Regions from separate parts of the Triticum aestivum genome. Here region 2 is linked to region 1. A link is a contact called in public Hi-C data. All regions are on one chromosome and are shown on one strand. The core of a region is the stretch at or near the end of the contact, and the rest is flanking DNA. Distances in the headings are between cores, read along the strand shown.

Region 1 (7,469 bases), core at 1,232-3,731:
CAACCTTCTCGAGCTCCTCAGCACTAGCCCATTGACAACGTTTGGAGAGGAAAATTAAAGAGGCTGTAGGCTGCGGAGACAGAACAAAGCGAAACCTGCTACGAAGTAAGAATTACACATTTACTTAAGGTTAATAATACTTAACTAAGGTTTGTAAAACCTACGATGAGTCTCCTGCGAGATCCACCATCTTTTCACACCAGCCGCGTGACCCTTTCTGCAGGAAAAAATGGTTGTTCAGTAGAACGATTGCACAGTAATTAATCTTTAAGCGTGATAAAATCTGAAACAGACTGCTCACCAACCTGAAATTGATGGATTGGTAAAGCATCAAAGAATTCATGAGCAACAATTATGGTGGGGACTGCAGATAAGACACTTAAAAATAAGGCAAACAAGAGAAACCCCAAAAATATGTTTGAAAGACAAAAACTTGAAGATACATAAAGGCAACCCAGTTTCAGAATAAACCATACAACTTGCAGAAGAACACTAAGGCAGTCCAACAGAGAGATTACAAGCATCAGAAGCTAAAATGTTTAAGCATCGACATACACCAAATATCTAAGCCAGCAAGCAAATAAGCAATGGCAGCATAGGTGCTTGAAGATCATCCAACTAATTGGCAACATCATTAGCAAGTTGAGGATAATATATATTGTGCGATTGTGTCGCTTTCAAAAGGAAATCAACGATAGATCCGTCTATTTTTGGTCCATGTCATTATGTACTTTAGCACATTCTTTACCACAACAAATGAATCAGACCATACTAATTCCACAAATCTCATGGTATGGTTAAAAGATGAATGACAGTATAAGAGTTTATCATACAAGTGCCTAGATGATATCCACAGTTATACCATAGAGGTTAAGTACTTAGAAACATGAAATTTGTAGCTGAAAGAGCCCCTTACATCCTGAAGGAACCTGTACGAGGGAGGCGTGCCAATAAACAGGGGCTCCAGAAAGCTTGCTAACTGTCCTTTTTTCATCACCAACAGATTCATCTTCACATTTCAGAGTATTGTACTGCACCTTTTGCAATGTAGGGCTACATTCTACCAAGTTAATGTTGAGCGCCTTAGTGAAATTAACAAACTTTGCTGAGCCCTATTGAAATGGACATATGCATTAAGAAACAGGACAGTAGAAGTTCGACAAAGGAGAGACACAAGCAAGAAAACCATACACGAAGTAAATCTGCCAAGAGAGTTCCTCGTCCTGGGCCAAGCTCAATCAAATTCACCTTCTCTGGTTTCCCCATTTGCTCCCACAGACACATCGCCCACACACCAATCAGCTGAGGCAAAGCAGCAAAACATTATTTACTCTTATCTCATAAGCCATAGCATAACATCAACCAATCGAGTAAATCAACCACTGGTCAAATTAAATTCACCATACGAATATAAAACACTTAATACGATTCTGAATACCATATTTCCAATAATACTATAGTGGTGCAGCAAAAATGATGTGCAATGGAAGTGCACAAACATAAAAAATTACAATGCCTCACAACCATTCATAAATATCACGTGGTGTATCGTTGCATTGTTATACATGAAACAGATGGTCCATCTCTCTGCCATCACTGAATTTCCAAGTGTGGCACATTACATGATTCTAATACATGTACTCGCAAAAAAAAAGAAGATTCTAATACCTGAATGCTGGAAGACAAACAGCTAGGGAGCACCACTTACCTCTCCAAACATCTGGCTGACCTCTGGTGAGGTGATGAAATCCCCAGACTCCCCAAACACATCGCGATTCATGTAGTACCCAGACTGTGGGTTTGTAAGCACCTCCTCCATGTACTCAGCTATGCTGATCGGCCCACTCCGGAACTAACCTTCCAGTGACAACCGAATCACATTTCCACATTGCAAGCAATGGAGATTAAAGACTAATAATGGAGGGGGGGACCATCGATACCTTTATGATGCTCTTAAGGTGCTTGACAAGGTCAGAGTCCGACGACGGCTCGTGAGAGTGCTCTGCCGCATAGACCAAATGTGCATAATAAGAAACACTAAACCCCCAATGTGCATGCGCGTAGCATGTGAAAAAATGTGAATGTGTATGAAAGTAAGAGGGGTGCAACCTGGGGGGCTGTATAGACCGGCGCGGTCCACAGAAATGCTGAGCCTGGCGCCGGAATCGCTTGATGATCCCTGGAGCTTGTCATCCTCCGCCTCATCGTCGCGGGCACCGACGGAGGACGGTGGCGGCGGGGACGTCGGCGTGGACGAGAAGCGCGCGAGGAAGGAGGAGGAGGAGGATATGTAAGGAGGGAGGCTCTGACGCGTGGATGAGCCGGCTCCCCCACTGCAGCCGGTGAGGCGAGGGGCCAGGCGGCGGAGCAGAGCGGCGGCTGGGCTCCGAAGCATCTCGACGGCGAGACAGAGGGAGTAGCTGAAGTGCTGGTGGGTTGGGCCAGAGAGGGGGTAGGACGACGACGGGTTTCACTCGAAAGCCCAATGAGCCTGGCCGGGCTAGCACTTTTTGATTACCCTATATCCCTCAAAAGAAAACATGAAAAACTAACGCCCACACATGTGGCCGTTTGTACATCGTCCACGCGCCTTCATCACCATTTATTTTGCCACGTATGAACAGGTGACATCAACAGAATTTTTTTTGGTTTTCAGCTTAAAAATATTTTATCTCCTAATTAAAAAAACGAATTAAAAATCCATTTTCACCATTAAATCTGACTCGACGAGATCTTCAAAACTAGACCCTATGTTGATATGTTTCGACGAAAAAAATTTGCCCAAAAATTGCCATGATGTTTACACTGTAGTTGCCATAGTGCTTAAACTAAAGTTGCCATATGGCAAATTTAGTTTGTAGATCATGGCAAATTTAGTTTTTTGATGATGGCAATTCCAGTACTTTGATCATGAAAATATTTTTTTATATGAACCATGGCAATTTTAAGTGCATGTATCATGGCAATTTTAGTTTATGGTGCATGGCAAGTCTAGTTTCTTAATTCCCAATTTTATAATATGTCAAAATTACTTTTAAATGTAGAAGAAAATAGCTGAAACATATCACGGCGACTTCAGTGTAAACATCATGGCAATTCATGTGCAATAGATACGGCAATTTTTAACAAAAAAAAATCGTCGAAATATATTAATATGAGATCTAGTTTCGAAGATCTCGTCGCGAGGCATTTAATGGTGAAAACGGATCTTCAGTCGGATTTTTCATTTAAGAGTTAAAACATTTTAAAACCAGAAATCCAAAAAGATTTCCAAATGCATGCATGCGATGACATGAAGTAGTCCATGTGTTATAGAGTGTGTGGGCGGATTTGGCTCCCACCACACGTGTGGGCGTTAGCGTTGTCCAAAGAAAAAATTGATTACCCTATGGCTGCTGCTAGGCGCAACCGTGAGTCGACCGAACGAGCGCCTGGCCGGTCGCCTCCATGCCATCACATTAGGATAAGGGTAATCTTTTTTTAACATAGTACACAATACAAACGTAAGTGCTCATATATATACATACGTACATACACTCACCTATATGAACGCACACACGCATATCCTATCTCTATGAGTACCTCCAAGAGACTGAACCGGTATATCATCTTGAGATTTTAAGAAGTCACCGTAGGCGCCTCGTAGTCGACGAAAACGTCTCCTCCCACTAAATGCACATCGCAAAAAATCCTAAAATAAATCCAGGATAAATGCGAGCACCAGGATTTGAACCTCGATGGGCTACCACTGTCCTTCTAACCATCAAACCACAAGACCGTTGAAACGTGTAGCATGATTGGTTTGCTACCAATATTTGATACGCCAAATGTTGGCATTGCCTAATATTGACAATACCAAGACTTGCCAAAAATTAGCAACTTTATGTGAGATAGGCAAGACAACTTGGTAACCGACCAATAAGTAGCCAATATTTGGCACAATACTAAACATTGGTATGCCCATTTTTGGCACCAAACCAATTATGCTCGTGCCCCCTCGTGTTGTCTTCATCTTACACCCTCCCTGCCAGGCGCAGCTAACCCTCCATCCACGCACGAGCGGAGGCAATCGCCTCGCGCAGCTTGCGTTTGGCAGGGTCACAGCTCACGCCGGTTGCAGCATAACGGCCCTCTGGTCGTCGTTGCAAGCACATGTTGCCATGTCTCGTATCCTCGTACTCATATTGATGTGTCAGTGTCGCCGTATCGGTGCGTCATAGATAAAAATATAGGGTTGATGTTCCTTCCGATCAAGCAGCGAAGCAGATGCTCATCCAATGCGCCCCGTCCATCCTCTGAGAAGAGTCCCTTCACTGCAGGACACGGATGAGTGATTAATGTTATGGTTTGACATGTCCAAACACACGAGTTGGATGGGGCGCTGGTGCCTCAACTCACCGGGTCTGGGACGAAGCATTGTGCCTTCCTGCTCCACCCGATGAGCTCGGTGTTTGCGGTGCGTCACGATGACGAGCGTCGGCTCATGCTCGGCTCGGCTCCTCACAATGCCCTCTCTACCAGCAGCCTCTACTAGCAGCATGGACGCTCTTGTGCGGCTCGGCGGGGTGCGCTGCCGAGGATCTAATTCTACGGTTGGCCGCTCGTGCTCGCCCGCATCCACACAAGAAACCCTGCTATGGAAGACGATCATCGAGGCTTGACCCCCAAGCTGGTGGACCACTTTGTATTTGGTTGCCCGTTTGCCGGCGCGATTGTGGGGTCAGACTTCTGTTTGCAATCTGCACCTCTTTGATGTCTCATTGATGGAAGCACCGAAATGCCGTCGTCTTTAAAGGGCGTGCCCCCTCCCTCTCCTCAAGTGTCGTAGCGAGGATGCGTGTTGTGGCGTGGGAGGCTGCCGACGGATCAGCGTTGCCATGTATAGTAGAACAGTTGGCTTCGTGCCTTGCTGCTCCTCCGTCGGTTTGGGGTGACTGTTGGTGCTCTCTGCCTCTCTCTGCTGCCCCTGTGATGCAATCTCTGATGTCGAAGAAAAAAATTGCACAGAAAAATCGACTCGCGGTCATAGGACGAAGACATTAATAGAGATGGTAGTGATGCATCCATAATCTCAATTTCAAAAAAAATAATAAAAAAATCAATTTTGAAACAAAATCTGAATTTGTTAATGTTACAAATTTATCCCAAACACAACTCTATCTGGAGTCTAAACTATTACTGTAGTTGCCATAGGTTTCAACACGGCGGACTTACAGTTGGCAGCAGAGATTTTGCGAGAGAAGACAATTTACAGACTTAGACCAACACATCCGTGTTAGTCCATTACTAGCGTTCAGAGTTGTAACCGCCTCCTAGGAGGCTTGTAACCATAACCCCCCCCCCCCCCCCCCCCACCCACCCCCTTCAAAGCAATGAAACCCAAGCTCTCTTGCGTTTTCTCGAAAAAAACTAACACATCCGTGTTCCAGGGGTTTGCCTTGTCTTCAGTCATCACTTTCATCGCTATCATCATACTGGCAGAGGGACTGAAGAACATTGGTCTTCTCTACTGAAGCTTCATTTTTGTTCTCAGCAGCCGGTGCTTTGCCGTTATCTTGGACGGCATCAGTTTCCGTCTTCTGTTTCTTCTGAGGATTTGCACCAGCGGGCTTTGGTTTTACTATGAATTTGGGCATCTTAGATGCCAAGCTCTTGTTTCCTGTAGAGCAATGTTTAAATGTAAGCAACACATTTGTTTTCAAAATGAAACACTGTTTGATCACATAAAAAGAAAATAGCACAAGTAAAAATAGAGGCAAATAGCGACATAAAACAAGGTTGACATTGGTAATCCATGATAAAATATAGCGATGGCCAAAATAGGCTGCGTGATACGTGAAACAGGATCAAGGTCAGCGCATAAGCATTGAAATAGCAAGTTCTAAAATATGGAATTCTCGGATTCTGCATGTGCCCTTAACAATATTAGTGATACAGTGAAAAAACAAGGTGAACGCATATGAGTGTCTACCTTCTTTGTTGGCACTCTCAGGTCCATTAGCTTTGGTCAAGACATCTGTTGGGTTCGTCATTGATTCAGAAGATTCATTAATCTACATAAAAAGTAGGAACTATCAGCTCACTAAACAAACGAGTTCAAGAGACGTCGAACTGAAAACTGCAAATACATGAACATACTCATGGCAAGGAGAGAAGTAATATCCTCCACATAGAAAAACTGCATAATATCTTCCATAGAAATTGCTACAATGACTCGATGAGGGCTACTCCAGAAGACCATAACACCATTAGATTTATGACAATGTTTGATATAAGTTCTATACTACACGTTGCTCAATGACCAGCATTTACTCTTGTAAAAGGATTTGAGCTCGAAATGTCTTCCTCCGTTAATCTCAACTGTTGCTATATCTAATGCAAACTGAAAGCATCCTAGAGAAACTACAACAAACACTTCACAGAAGACGATAATTTTGGTAATTTCAAATTCAGTCATTAGCTAGCTTACACTTTGAACAAATCTATATAAAAGCAGCATATTTACAGCTTACTTATCAAGAAGAGGAATCTCAAACTGTTTCAAATAGAATAAGTGCGCACAAATGATAAATGGCATGTTTTGATGTTGTACCTGATGGCTGCTTTATCAGGTCAGCTAGTTTCGAAATAACAAATTAAACTCAAGCTAATGGTCTACAGTGATCTTTCAACAATCGATACTTAAGGCCACAGAACATACAATATGAAATAGAAACAGAAAAGAAAAGGAAGAAAAAAAAAAGTGAGACAAGTACCTTTGACGTGACACTTGACTGTCCTGGTATACCAAAATTGTCATCATCGTCGTCATCATCGTCTTCGATCCGTTTAACATAATCTTTCGAGTTCTGCAATAACCAACAGTATGACAGGGTAAGAAAAAAATTCAAATACAAGTTTGCACATGCAGGTACATATGAAAGTTGACATAGAGGATTACTCTGAAAGTGATTGATTTGATGAGTTCTTCGTCTTCTTCATCTAATTCTGCTACTGTTTTTCCCTCCTGTAACCACACACAAAATGGCCAATATTAAAGAAAAGATTTTAAGAAAATGATGCCACAGGACCACCATGCCATAAGCAAAATAACCTACATATTACCCAAATGTGAAACGCTACACGTGAAACTTTTATCAATTATACAGAAAACAAAGTTTGTGAGATCTTGCCTTTTGATGAGCGGAATGCTTCAAAATTTCAAGCATCTGGTCAACGGAGACTCCAGCATGTCTAGACTGTAAGCAGCACAATAAAACGATGTCAGTAGTCAGTAAAGTCAAAATTTCATGTGCATGTACAAGTACAGGTTAACTGAACTTAAGAGATTGGCAAGATGCCCAGATCATACCTTCATCGACCGCATCTCTTCTAAAGCAGCAAGTATGTCCATGTCTTGCTTTGAATCCATTGCTCTGTTCTCCAGTGCTCTCATTGCATCACCCATCTCCTCCGCTTCTCGCTTCCTC
Region 2 (7,483 bases), core at 3,867-6,366, 440 kb before region 1:
TTGCACATCTGGATAGTTTGTGCGCGAGAGTCCTTAAGGCAAAATATTATCATAGAGCTGACCTGCTTGACACGACGTTTATTCATAATGCATCACCAGGTTGGCAGGGCATCATGCACAGTTTGGAAATCCTCAAGAAAGGATGTGTGTGGCGCATCTGCAATGGAAAAAGTGTTCGTGTCTGGAGAGACAATTGGATCCCGAGGGGAAACATGCAAATTAATGTAAACCCAACATACTCCCGAATACAGTGGGTTGCGGATCTCATTGACCAAGAATCTCATTCTTGGAAGGAGGACAACATCACGCGTATATTTACACAACAAGATGCGAATGATATTTTGAGCATTCGACTCCCAAACTATGATGAAGATGATTATATTGCTTGGCAGCCGGAAAAGAATGGAATTTTCACTATGCGTAGTGCGTACATGCTAGCCATGGATGAGAAGAATTCTAAAATGATTGGATCCAGCCATAGTATTTCAAGGGACCGCACTATTTGGGATACTATTTGGAAAAACAAATGTGCCCCAAAAGGTGTGTATTTTACTTGGAGATTAGCAACGGAATCCCTTGCGGTTCAAACAAATAGATTTTGATGTACACCAGGCCTCACTCCAATTTGTGAAGAAATGGGCTTTCATGTTGTACAACGATGTACATTTTCAAGGGCCCTTTGGCATGAACTGAAGGATGTCTGGAGCCCGCCCCCTGAACATGAAATAAACTAGACATGAAAGGATTGGGTTCTTGTCCTACTAGATAAGGTGAGTGAAGACTTAAGACAAAAATTTATGCTTTTTTGGTGGCATGTTTGGCACCATAGAAATGATGCAATCTTCGCAAAAGGTAAAGGAAAAATTTCTCATTCTGCAAGATTTTTTGCAAAACTACCTTGTAAACCTACGCATGATTGAGAGCGGAAATTCAGAGATCGATCGTGAAGGGAAAAGCCCTATGATTTAAATGCCAAGATTGGACCAACATGATAACAAAAAGGGTTGGCAAAAGCCTGACCTAGGGTGGGCCAAGGTCAATGTTGATGGAAATTTCTTGGAGGAGAGTGGCAGTGGTGCGTGGGGAGCTGTTGGCCGAGACCATCACGGAAGAATTTTTTTTGTCCGCCTGGGACTATATCCCGCGATGCAAAGGAGCAGATTTCGCGGAAGCTACTACTTTTCTTGAAGGACTACGAAACATGATGTCATGTACTAACCTCCATTTAGTTGTCGAGACAGACAACATCTCAGTGGCAAAGGCGCTTGACCCCGCATGTGTAGATAGATCAGAAATTGGAGTGATTGCGAAGGAATTTTATGCCCTGAAGCATGGAAACAGAGAAGTTAAAGTTTGTAAAGTAGATAGAAGGGTCAATAGTTTAGCCCATAGTCTTGTCGAGTTTGGGCGTAGAGAGTTGCGTGGTGGTGTTATGCAAGGGACAGTGCCAACCTGCGTGTTGAGCGTGGCCTTGCAAGATTGTAAGAACAATGTTTCTTCTTTTAATTAATACAACTCTCTATTTCAAAAAAAGAAGGGGTCCATTGGAAGGTACACAAACCATATGCACCCACATATCCTTCCCACAACTTTGGAGCATCCTTCCATTGTTGCATTGGCAGTTTGGTAGAGCCCAAGCGGCAGTATCGCTGGTATCCATAGTAGTACCACTTAGGCGGTATTTCCGCTGGTCAGTACCGTGGCTACTTCCGCTTGGGGTTTAGCCTTCGGTTGCTCCATCAGCATTTCGCGTTAATACCGCTTATTACCCATGGTAGTACATGGGGTACTACCGCTAGATAGTATTGCGGCTACTTCCGCTTGGTGTTGAGTCTTCTTTATGCCCTCTAACAATTCGCGATAGTACCCCTCGCACTAATGATAGTACCGCTTCGTGCGGTACTTCCTCTCTGGTGCGGTGCTGGCTACCGCTGGTTCCTTTGTTACCCTACGGCAATTAGCGGTAGAACCGCTCTGGCGGAACTACCATACTACCATGCTAAGCGGAGGTACTGCTCCCCCGAGTGGTAGTACCGCTTGAGCACGATCAGTGCACATAACGGTTGGATTTGAACCCCCCCCCCCCACACACACACACTCTATAAAAGAGGGTCTTCTTCCCCAAGAAGAACCACCTCTTTCCCCACTGCTCCATTGTTGCCCCGTAGCTCAAAGACGCCCGTTCTCCCTCCCTACCCATCAAAACTTGTTGATGCTCTAAGGTTTGGAGGAGAAGGCCTCAATCTACACTTCCACCAAGAGAAATTTAATTCTCCTCACAACCCCTTGCGGATCTTGTTATTATTGGGTGTTTGGACACCCTAGACGGAAGAGCTCACCTCAGAGCCCCATTCCATTGTGGTGAAGCTTCGTGGTGGTGTTGGGAGCCTTCAATTAAGTTGTGGAGAGAGCCCCGACCTTGTGTGTAAAGGTTTGATCGTCGCCTTCAAGCGCACCACTAGTGGAATCGCAGCATCTTGCATTGTGGAAGGGCGTGAGGAAAATACGGTGTCCCTGGTGGCTTCTTGGGGAGCACTGTGCCTCCACACCGCTCCAACAGAGACGTACCTCCCCCAAAAAGAGAACTTCGGTAATACATCTTCGTCTCCATCGACTCCACTTGTGGTGATATCTTACCTTTACTTTGTGCAAGCTTATTGTGTATTTCTATCTTGTGCTTGCACTTGTTATTGTTGAGCTCGTCATATAGGTTGTCCACCTAGTTGCATATCTAGACAACTTAATTTCCCGTTGAGCCTAATTTGGTAAAAGAAGTTAAAAACATTGTTAGTCGCCTATTCACCCCCCCCCCCTCTAGTCGATCATATCGATCCTTTTAGTAAGCAAACATCGCTTCTTGTATGCAATCAAATAACGTGCAGTAGTATGAACCCAGCCAATGCAGACAACCAAATACAAGGCCTAGAATGGGAGCTGCGATGCACGAAATCAGTTTGCAAGCAACCAAACAACGTGCAGATGCTAGTTTTTTTGCCTGCATTTACTCAACCAGACCCAACTGGAACAAATATGCAAACTGCCAAATAATGAGTGCGCGCATATGTCTCCCTTATAGCAAGATGTAGGTTGCGTTCGCGTCATGCCACTGCCTCGGTTTTTTTCTTCCGTTGCTTCACCCCTTTCTAAACTTCCAATTATTCTAAATACATATATTACAAAAAACACTTTACATAAAAGCATTTTATAAAAAGGTTAACCAAGCATTTGAAAAATGTTAAATATGTATAGAGGAAATGTTTCTCATGTATATGAAAATGCATACAAACAATATACAATGTGTACGAAAATGTTGATCACGTAGTTTTTTAATCAAGCATTTGAAAAAAATGTTAATTAAGCATTTCAAATATGTTAAATGTGTATAGATTTTTTTGTCATGTATACGGAAAATATATACAAAACAAAAACAATGTGTATGAAATAATGTTGATCATGTGTTTAAAAATGTTACATTTGTATAAGAAAATGATTCTCTTGTATATGAGAAATTTATAAAACATATACAATGTGTATGAAAAATGTTGATCACATATTTACAAAATCTATACCAAAGGTATACAATGTGTATGAAAAATGTTGACCGCGCATTTAAAAATGGTTAGTCAAGCATTTGAAAAAATGTTAATCAAGAATTTGAAAACTGTAATCAAGTATTTTAACAAATTTAGTTGTGTATATAAAAAATGTTTGTCATGTATATGAAAAATATATAGAAAACAAATACAGTGTGTATAAAAATGTTGGCCATTTGCTAAAAAAATGTTAAATGTGTATAAAAAATGTTCCCGGAGTATGGAAAAAATTTAAATTGTGTGAGAAAAAATGTTTATTGCCATTAAAAAAATGTTCACCGTGTATTTAAAAATGTTAACCATGTATTCAAAAAATGTTAATCTTATATTTACAAAATGTTGAATGCATATATAAAAATGTATTACATATATACCACAAATTTATAATGTATATGAAAAATATTAGTTTTCAAAAAATATTAATCATATATTTTAATAATTTCAATCGTGTGTATAAAATATGTTTCTAATGTATACAAAAAATGCAGAATGTGTACTAAAAAATGTTGGCATGTGTTAAAAACCCTGACGAAAGTAAAAAACAAAGAAACCCAAAATAAGAAAAATGAAAACTGAAGAAAACCAATGCAAAAGAATTAAAGTAATGAAAACCAAGAAAAAAAGAGAGAAAACATAGAAAGCCGATGAAAACTAAGAAAGAAAGAAAACCGAAGATAAACAGGAAAGGAAAAAATACAAATGAAAATAGAGAAAGAATAAAAACCAAAAAGAAAATAAAAAACCAGTTAAAACCAGGAATAAAACAAAAATAAAAAACAAAGAAAATAAAAAAAACTTTGAAGAAACAAAATAACCAAAAGAAAATGCAAATAGAAATGAAAAAGAAAACAAACAGGCAAAGAAAACCAATGAAAAAACAAAAAGAAACCAAAAGAAAGAACAAAAAGGAAAACCAAAAAGAAAGAAACTATGCAAAACAGTGAAAAACAACGCCCATACGGAGTCCACCCAGTACTTTAGCGATTTGAGGAAGCTTCAGGCGAGGCCATGTTACATTTCTCGGTAAGCGAGATATAACCATGACGCAAAAACAATCCAGGCAACCAAATAAGTACATAGGCTACGGACCTCCTCTGTGCTATCACACACTTGCCAAATTGCTTATATTTTTCCTCCCAAACACCATCGCCACACTCTTCCACGTCGTGACCCTGTAAACCCTATATGTGCATCCTCCTATACTCCTAGTGCCTGTTCGGAAGCTCTCTAGTCTCGAAACTCTGTTCCGCGTGTGGAGCTCGGTTTGAGCCAATCCCTGCAATTGTGTTGCTGCTCCCTTCGCTCCGGGAGCTGCAGTTGTGGAGCGGAGAGGATCTGAATAGGGCCTTATTCTATTGTAATGGACTACTCCTGGTTTTTGCTTCCCCCTCATCGATTGCAACTTTTGTTTTTTAGTTTTTTTAAGAAATACTTTTGTTTTTTGATAGATTTTTTTTAGCATCTGTTTTTTGATAGATGATCTCGATTGCAATTTGCTTTCTCTAAATTATGTCTCAGGCACGTGGGCGGGGCTGGGATGGCCCAACGTTCCGAGGCCCAGCTGGTAGCACTCTTTACCGTCGAGGAGCAGGCAAAATCGTCAATCCTGGGCGCTGTCTGTCATCTTCGTCTCCGGCGTTTCTCAAAAAATAAAATAAAAAAATTCTTCGTCTCCGGCGAGCAAATCGGCGACTAAGAAGGGGCAGGATGGGCTACCTATGGCGGGTGCGGCTCTCGTCGTTCGCGGCCGGTGCATCGACGGCTTCAGCGGTGGGGTTCTTGCTCCTTTACAAAGACCACCTCCTGGCCCGCGCCGCCATCGCCCGACAGGTGAGCCCCCGCACCCGCACCCGCACCCGCATCGCCTTTTAGCCGGCTCCTTTTGCGATTATATCGACTGATCTAGTTAATCAACATAATTTGTTTTGCGCAAATCGGTAAAGCGTCCGATTTGATGTAGCCATTTCTTTACGGTTAGATATAGACAATTTTGCCGGCTCCCTATAATCTCTGATGTATCGTGATCTTGTCTGGATGCGATGTTGCTGGTTAATCAAATTATCTGGTGTTAAATTCTTTCGCCTCGTTGTATCAGAACTCCATTTCCTAATTGAAATCACTGAACGAATAACGGTCTCATGGAGGTAGATGCGAATCGAGGATGATTTGTTATAGCCCGCGGAAAATTACTCTTAATAAAACTACTGTGATTGTTATGGAAAGGATGGTGTAGTGTAACTCCATTCTTGCTTCTGATTTACCTGGGTGCTTCTGATTTATGTTCTCAGCTAGGAATTTTTATGTACTGATGACTTTGCATATACTCCCCCCGTTCACAAATATAAGATGTTCTAACTTTTTTTCTGAATTGGATGTATACAGACACGTTTTAGTGTGTTTGTTCACTCATTTCAATCCGTATGTAGTCCATATTGAAATATCCAAAACATCTTATATTTGTGAACGGAGGGAGTATTTGTCACGTATTTGTAAGGTAATCCCAAAAGATGAGAAGAGTCAGTTTTAGACTTCAGTTTCTCCATGTCATCTGGTAGACTAGTATCGAGAATAAAATAACTCGTACAATAGGGTGCGTCTGAAGCTGATTGTATACAAAGAGTTTGCATTAAATGTGATGGCGTGAAAAGACAATAAGGCCGACTCTTAAGATTTTATTGACTAAGAGCATCTCCAACAACAACAACAACAACAACAACAACAACAACAAAGCCTTTAGTCCCAAACAAGTTGGGGTACGCTTAAGAGCATCTCCAACAGATGCCCAAAAATTCCGTGCCCTAAAAATGGTTTTAGGTGACGAATTAGAAGGTTTTGGGGCACCATAAAAGGTTTTGCTTTTCCAGCAGCCCTAAAACTGGTGCCCTAAATTTTGAGAGCCACATGGAACATGACAATCCGACGGCGTGGATGCCTGGAGGCAGATCCGATGGCGGGGTAGCATGGGGACGGCAGCGGTAACTCGGGGACAGCGGCGCGGTGCTCGGGGATGGCGGCGTGGTGCTTGGGGACGACGATGGGAGCTTGGGGTGGGCGGCGGGGTCAGATCCGATGGTGTGGAGCGCAGTCAGATGGCCGAAATTGGGCGGAACAGGTCGACGGTGGCGGTCGTGGGGGTCGCGGTGGTGGTGGAGGCGGCTGGCATGGAGATGGGGGTGAGGCGGCGCGGCAAGGGTGAATGTTCGCTTCGGGTGGTTGGGTTCTCTCCACATCGTTTTTTTTTTGCTTGTAGGGCAGCAGCTTATACTTGCATCACTTGTAGCAAAATTTTGGGCATGATGTAAATTTTTTGGGGGCATCATATAGTAGGGCATCTGTTGGAGGCGTTTTTTTGGCTCCAAATGCCCCAAACGGCAGTTTTATGGGCATGGTTACTATTTTAGGGCATATGTTGTAGATGCTCTAAGAGTGGTTCTATTCTCTCTCATCCAAACCAGCAATTGTCCATCTGGCAGGATGAAGATTCAGCTGATGTCATAACCTATTTGTCGTGTCTAATTTGTTAAAAAAATACAAATGATAGTGACTGGGTGTAAACTATTTATCACCCATTCATCGTGTGGGAGATAGCATGCCAGTCTCGGTATGGTTTGCAGGTTTAGTGGTGATTGTGGTACTTGATATCATGTATTAGACCATTGAACTAGCTGCTAAGGGTAATGAGGCTTTCTTCACAACTTCACATCCATTATACCCTGATGCATTTTGTTAGTTTGCCAACTTATTGTATGGGATGCAATGAACTACCAACAAGCTCTTCTCAAAGAGGTTCAATGGAAAGAGGCTCCTGTGGTTTGAGTAATTGCAGCCGAACCTGGATATATTGTGCGCCCTTACTTTTCCAACCGGGATTGACATTCAAATAAGTAAAT

The links. Hi-C and Micro-C count contacts between places; a contact is called where the count stands out from the background.
Region 2: a contact with region 1 is called in a Hi-C map of leaf, with 2.6 times the contacts expected there. The contact joins the promoter of LOC123078480 here to the promoter of LOC123078478 in region 1. A contact is called at or near these places in 3 of 5 Hi-C or Micro-C datasets (all in leaf) and 1 of 1 datasets of contacts at active chromatin or transcription factors (leaf).

Annotation. Positions count from the first base shown.
Region 1 is chr3D:289,497,401-289,504,869 of IWGSC CS RefSeq v2.1, reverse strand. It overlaps LOC123078478 (protein arginine methyltransferase NDUFAF7 homolog, mitochondrial), which reads right to left and starts at 2,481. Exons shown (of 10, transcript XM_044501003.1): 1 at 2,110-2,481; 2 at 1,941-2,002; 3 at 1,709-1,852; 4 at 1,192-1,302; 5 at 917-1,112; 6 at 306-364; 7 at 165-217; 8 at 1-95. The coding sequence starts at 2,395. It overlaps LOC123078477 (splicing factor YJU2), which reads right to left. Exons shown (of 8, transcript XM_044501002.1): 3 at 7,352-7,469; 4 at 7,173-7,238; 5 at 6,941-7,006; 6 at 6,756-6,848; 7 at 5,972-6,053; 8 at 5,056-5,659. The coding sequence ends at 5,445.
Region 2 is chr3D:289,944,246-289,951,728 of IWGSC CS RefSeq v2.1, reverse strand. It overlaps LOC123078480, which reads left to right and starts at 5,116. Exons shown (of 2, transcript XM_044501006.1): 1 at 5,116-5,423. The coding sequence starts at 5,301.